2 separate regions of the Gasterosteus aculeatus genome follow, and region 2 is linked to region 1. Evidence: chromatin contacts called from public Hi-C data. All regions are on one chromosome and are shown on one strand. Each heading gives the region's core, a stretch centred on a gene start, on an enhancer-like site or on the middle of the called end of the contact. The rest is flanking DNA. Distances are from core to core; before and after follow the strand shown. Region 1 holds the start of otud5a (OTU deubiquitinase 5a). Region 2 overlaps plxna3 (plexin A3).

Region 1 (2,713 bases), core at 213-2,712:
TTTAGAATAATCCAACTTGAGCTGTTGGATCCAAATCTTGTTTTCTCTGCTTTGTGTTGACACCAAAGTTCTCTGCAATATTTTGTATGATGCGATTCTTCCAGATAACTTCTTTGAATGTTCTTCCATCTGCAAAGAAAGCACTGTATCTTCTGCTGTAACGGATCTGCAATAACTGATCTGCATACTATGAATACCAATGAAAGTATGGAGAATTAATTTATATATATATTCTATGTACAATTATGTTGACTACATGTATTCTGGATATGTTTACAGTATGAATATACATTAAAAGTATTTATCTGCTTTGGGTGTATTGTGATTGGTTGGGGTTATTTACCCAAACAAACAAAAGGCTGGAAAAAAACACTGACGGAGCATCTGAGAAAGTCACTATACAGACAAAATGATGAAACAAATTGATCAAATAAGACAATAAGATGACAAACAAAGATGAAAGACCTGGAAAATTCATCAAAACAGGCAAAGTGATGAGAAAACAATGAAACATATAAGATATTAGAAGGATTCAGACAAAAGACAAAACTGGAATTCACCGAGAAAGACAAAATAATGAAAAACAAAAGGACAAAGTGAAGGAATCTGAAAACTTCAACCAAAACAGACAAAATTAGGAAAAAAACAAGAAACAGACAAAAATAGAAAACTTTGGCAAAACAGACAAAAAGTCTAAATAGTGAAACACTAAAAATCATAAAAAGTGATTTGTCGGGTTAAAAGATGAAGCATCTGAAATATTTTGCAAAACAGACAAGATGATGAAAAAGACAAAAAATGACAGAAACAGACTGAATAATGCAAAAATACATCAAACAGACAAGAGGGAAACTCACAGTTAACCTGCTAACTATTTAACTTGGTTAATGAATTAATAAGTTAACACAGTGGTGTCACCTTGAAGGAAGAAGAATGTAGATTTTTGTTGGACTGACATGTAGCGTGACTGAGCTTCCTGGGTTCTTGGGAACAGAAGACACACAGAAGACACACAGAAGACACACAAGTCCTCAGTGATGACCGGGAGCTGCTCCTTGACTCCTTACACCACCTCCCCCCTGCAGCTCCACCCCCACTAACATTCTGTGACTCCTCCACCGAGGTTTATACAAATAACGGAAGAAATTGAATCAATTTAGTAAAGAAAACCAGGTTCCTCCATCAGATGAAAAAAATGAATGAAACGAAGCATGAATTAATATGACAAGAAATTAAGTGTTTAGTATTATAATTCACTCTCATTTTAAACAGTAACAGAATTAAATCTGTAGTTATGTTTTAATTTATACTTTTCCCATTTTTTATTGTTTCGTGATTAATGATACTTCTATTACTAATAATAACGCGAACAATTATAATATTAATAAAAAAAACATAATGATGAAAATATATTTAAATAATAATTGTTACCATAGTAATACATTTAAATAACAATCATACAAATAACAATATCTAATAACAATAATAATGATGATAATAAAATAGTACTTTACTATATCAAAGTACATTCAGACAGATGTTAAACACAGAAACTGCTCCTTCATTAAATGATACAAATAAAGATCCGATTAACGGCCTGACGTAAAAACAGAAAGTGCGTCGTAACGCGGAAGTGACGTAGCGGCCGTCAGATCGTGTTGATGTTTTGTGCGCCGGACGGCAGCAGAACGGGAAGAGGAGCCGCGTTCTGTTTTTGTTCAACCAAACCGTCGAAAAGGAGCCGAGCCGTTGTTTCTGTCGTCGGTTCCGGTCGGGTCGAGGCTCACGGTCGGTGATCGGTCCCGAGCGGCCGGACCGGAGGCTCGAAAACACCGCAGCATTTGATCCAGAAAGGGAGGACTCGTCACCCTCTGACCCCCTCCCTCCCTCCCTCCCTCTCTCTCACACACACACACACACACACACACACACACACACAACCATGACGATTCTCCCCAAGAAGAAGCCCAGCTCCGGGGTCGGCGTGTCGGACCACACCGATGACAGCGACCGTCGGAGCGGCTCGGACCCACACCAACACCCGCACGCGGGGCGGAGCGGAGCCCGGTCGAGGGCTTCGCCCCCGCCGTGGTCCTACCAGCCCGCTCCGCCCTCCGCGAGGGACGACCGGCGGAGCATCGAGGCGAGCTCCCGGCCGCAGCAGGCCTCTCCGCCGCCCGTCGGCTCAGCGTCCCCGGCGGGACCGGGGGACGGGCGGGACGGCAGTGGCGGGATGGGGGCTGGATCCCGCGGGGAGATCGTCGTCTCGGCCGGAGTCGTCGGCTGCAGCGGAGGCATCGGCAGCTGCTGTTCCGGGCCCGGACTCAGCAAGAGGCGGCGGCAGGCGGGCACCTGCTCCGGCGGGGTGGCGGCCGCTCTGGCCGGCGGAGGCCAGCCCGGCGTCACCGGACCCGCGGGAGGCTCCAGCCAGGACACGGAGGAGGGAGCCGGGAACAACAGCGAGGACGAGTACGAGAACGCGGCCCGGCTGCAGTCCGTGGACCCGGCCACGGTGGAGCAGGTAGGAAGCTAACGTTAGCGTTAGCACGGGCTAATGCTAGCGCAGTGTGTTTTGATGTGTTAGCATTAGCTTCCGGCGGGCTTCATCGATACCTAATGGACGTTTGTTAGCGAGACAGCTGATCAGCACAAACACTGAGCGGAAACAATATGACGTGTAATATTAATACGCGCGGTTTTGTTCACTTTTATC
Region 2 (2,883 bases), core at 176-2,675, 100 kb after region 1:
GGCTAATAAATGTTTCCTGATTCCTTCCTGATTCCTGATGACGTTAATCACTAATGATGTCATCCATCTTACAGTGTATAGCCTCATTGATCACCATATTATATACATAACATACTATTACGTAACGTGGAGACACAGAAGAGGTTCAGGTACATCGGCAATGTGATTTATAGTGCTGTTTGTGCGTTTAACTGTACGAGGACCATCACACTGATCATCGGCCTCTTGGTGTTTGAGTAACAAGAAGACAAACGGTAGGTGTGTGTAAGTGGAATGTGTTACTATCCAATAAAATAGTGTTTAATTGTTCTTACTGTATCCAACCTCGTCTTACTTTGATGAAAGTATGAAACCATTAGAACGCTAATGCAGTGTGATGTTCCCGATTCTTGATGTAATACAAAAGCCCTGAATTAAATGTTCACCTCAGTAATGTTTGTATGTTGTTCTTCCATCCAATATGAATACAAAGTAGATATAAACCTGTCAGTGTGATCCAGTAAAGAACTACAGCTGCTCCTCTTCATCTCCTTTAAAAAGATGTTTGACTGTTTAACAACTGTGATCTGATCCATTGAGATATTTGGCCTAATTATTTTTTGACTGATATATATTTACTCTGGTGCTCCATTTTATAAATACACCATTTCTAATCCAAAATGAAAACACAACAAAAGCTTGATAACAGTAAAATACTTAAGTCAAGAACTGTATTGAAATGTATTAGCAAGACCAGCTGACGCGGTGACTCATCTAGTCAGCTGTTGTTCATATTGCGGAAATGACTGTTCTCGGTTCTCCTGTAACGTTAGTCAGGACTCCCGAGTCTGTCCTCCGTTGTCGCCGTCTTGGTGGTATTGAGAAAGGGCCTGAGTGTACATAGTCGGTGAGACACGTCCCACTCGGATGCAAAGACAGCGTTCTGCTGAATGTTCAAGCGGTTTGAATCTGTAGACTACTGCCTAATAGTCTCATTGCTGCCATTTGATGAAAAATGCATATACAGGAAGGCCAATTAAGGACATTTATTATTAATATTAATAGAGGTTAAATGTCCATCCATCCATCATCAAACCGCTTATCCTGCACACAGGTCTACAGGAGGAGGAAGCCAAGCGGAGAGAGGAACAGGTGCAGGCCTCTCCTCAAAATAATCAATATGATATGAATCTCAATCAGAGGACTCATTTCCCTCTCTGGCACGGAGCATCTGATCCCAGACAAGAAGAAGCTTGGTTACTGTTGAATTATTCCTTGACATGTCATCAGCCAATCAGGGATAAGAGCACTATGAAGGAGGCAGCTGATTGGCTGACTCATATACACTGATTCACTTTGTGCTAGTGGAGGAGAGAACAGGGAGGATATGTCCTTTCATACAAAAAAGAAAACTGATTGGCCGGCTGAGACGTGTTTGAGGTGAGGTCAGTGTAGCGTGTCTCCTCCCTCAGGCCTGTTTGTTTAGGACTCAGCGCGCGCACACACACACACACACACACACACACTTCCTGTCGCCTCGTTCTCTCCTTACATGCTGATGACATCACCCTCTCTGTACGCAATCAGCTGTCAGATGAGCTGATACAAGAAGAAGAAGAGGAGATATGAAAAGAAGGGCTGCTGTTGCCACAGTAACTGCTACTACGAGAAATGCTGCTATTGCTACAATGGCAACTGTTGAGATGTTCAAGAACTGCATTAGCATTAGTAGCTCCACCCGGCTACGTGTTCTCAGAGAGTAGTTAGCATTAGTAGCTCCACCCGGCTACGTGTTCTCAGAGAGTAGTTAGCATTAGTAGCTCCACCTGGCTACGTGTTCTCAGAGAGTAGAGTTAGCATTAGTAGCTCCACCCGGCTGCGTGTTCTCAGAGAGTAGAGTTAGCATTAGTAGCTCCACCCGGCTATGTGTTCACAGAGAGTAGAGTTAGCATTAGTAGCTCCACCCGGCTACGTGTTCTCAGAGAGAAGAGTTAGCATTAGTAGCTCCACCCGGCTGCATGTTCTCAGAGAGTGGAGTTAGCATTAGTAGCTCCACCCGGCTACGTGTTCTCAGAGAGTAGTTATCATTAGTAGCTCCACCCGGCTGCGTGTTCTCAGAGAGTAGAGTTAGCATTAGTAGCTCCACCCGGCTACGTGTTCTCAGAGAGAAGAGTTAGCATTAGCAGCTCCACCCGGCTACGTGTTCTCAGAGAGTAGAGTTAGCATTAGTAGCTCCACCCAGCTACGTGTTCTCAGAGGGTGGAGTTAGCATTAGTAGCTCCACCCGGCTACGTGTTCTCAGAGAGAAGAGTTAGCATTAGTAGCTCCACCCGGCTACGTGTTCTCAGAGAGTGGAGTTAGCATTAGTAGCTCCGTCCTGATCTGACCTTTGAGTCAGGAACCCACAGCCAGTTTAGCTCTTCCTATAAGAAGCAGGGTGGAGCTGCAGCTCAGATGTTAACCTTCTAACCACGCCGGGGTTTCTCTGTGGGTGGTCGCACCAACTAAAAGTCCCTCTGTGGCTTCTGGTTTCAGGTCCACAATTATTTCCTGTTTAGTCCACAGACCGCCTCAGTAAGAGCTGGACATCTGGCTGTAACAGCCTAAATGCCTGCTGACATTCGGGGAGCAAATACGTGGTCTTTGGGGGTCTCTGAGGGTCTGTAGATAAACTGGAGCTTCACTATGATTTAACCCTAAAATATAGAAGAAACCCAGAAGCGTTTTTCCCATTTGAGAAGAAACGCTTGAGTCCAGATTCCACCAGAGAAATGAATCAAACCCTCCTTATTGTATTCAACAAGCATCAAAACCTGGCGAGTAGCTATGAGAGGAGATAGAAGGGGAAGGAAGACAGTCTCTGCCGTCTGTCTGTGATGATGACTTAAAAGGTCATGCGGGCCG

Evidence for each region. Hi-C and Micro-C count contacts between places; a contact is called where the count stands out from the background.
Region 2: a Hi-C map of whole body shows a contact between it and region 1, with 10 times the contacts expected there. The contact joins the enhancer-like site here to the promoter of otud5a in region 1. A contact is called at or near these places in 3 of 6 Hi-C or Micro-C datasets (liver, skeletal muscle and whole body).

Annotation. Positions count from the first base shown.
Region 1 is chr2:422,390-425,102 of fGasAcu3.hap1.1, forward strand. otud5a (OTU deubiquitinase 5a) reads left to right here and starts at 1,463. Exons shown (of 9, transcript XM_078080963.1): 1 at 1,463-2,521. The coding sequence starts at 1,943. cdk16 (cyclin dependent kinase 16) reads left to right here. Exons shown (of 15, transcript XM_078080977.1): 15 at 1-309.
Region 2 is chr2:523,251-526,133 of fGasAcu3.hap1.1, forward strand. The region is part of intron 6 of plxna3 (plexin A3); the gene reads right to left. Among protein-coding and RNA genes, the nearest start is that of plxna3, 15 kb to the right of the region's middle. Within about 2 kb of position 1,426, at least 6 of the 9 cell types and tissues checked have open chromatin away from gene starts, as enhancers often do.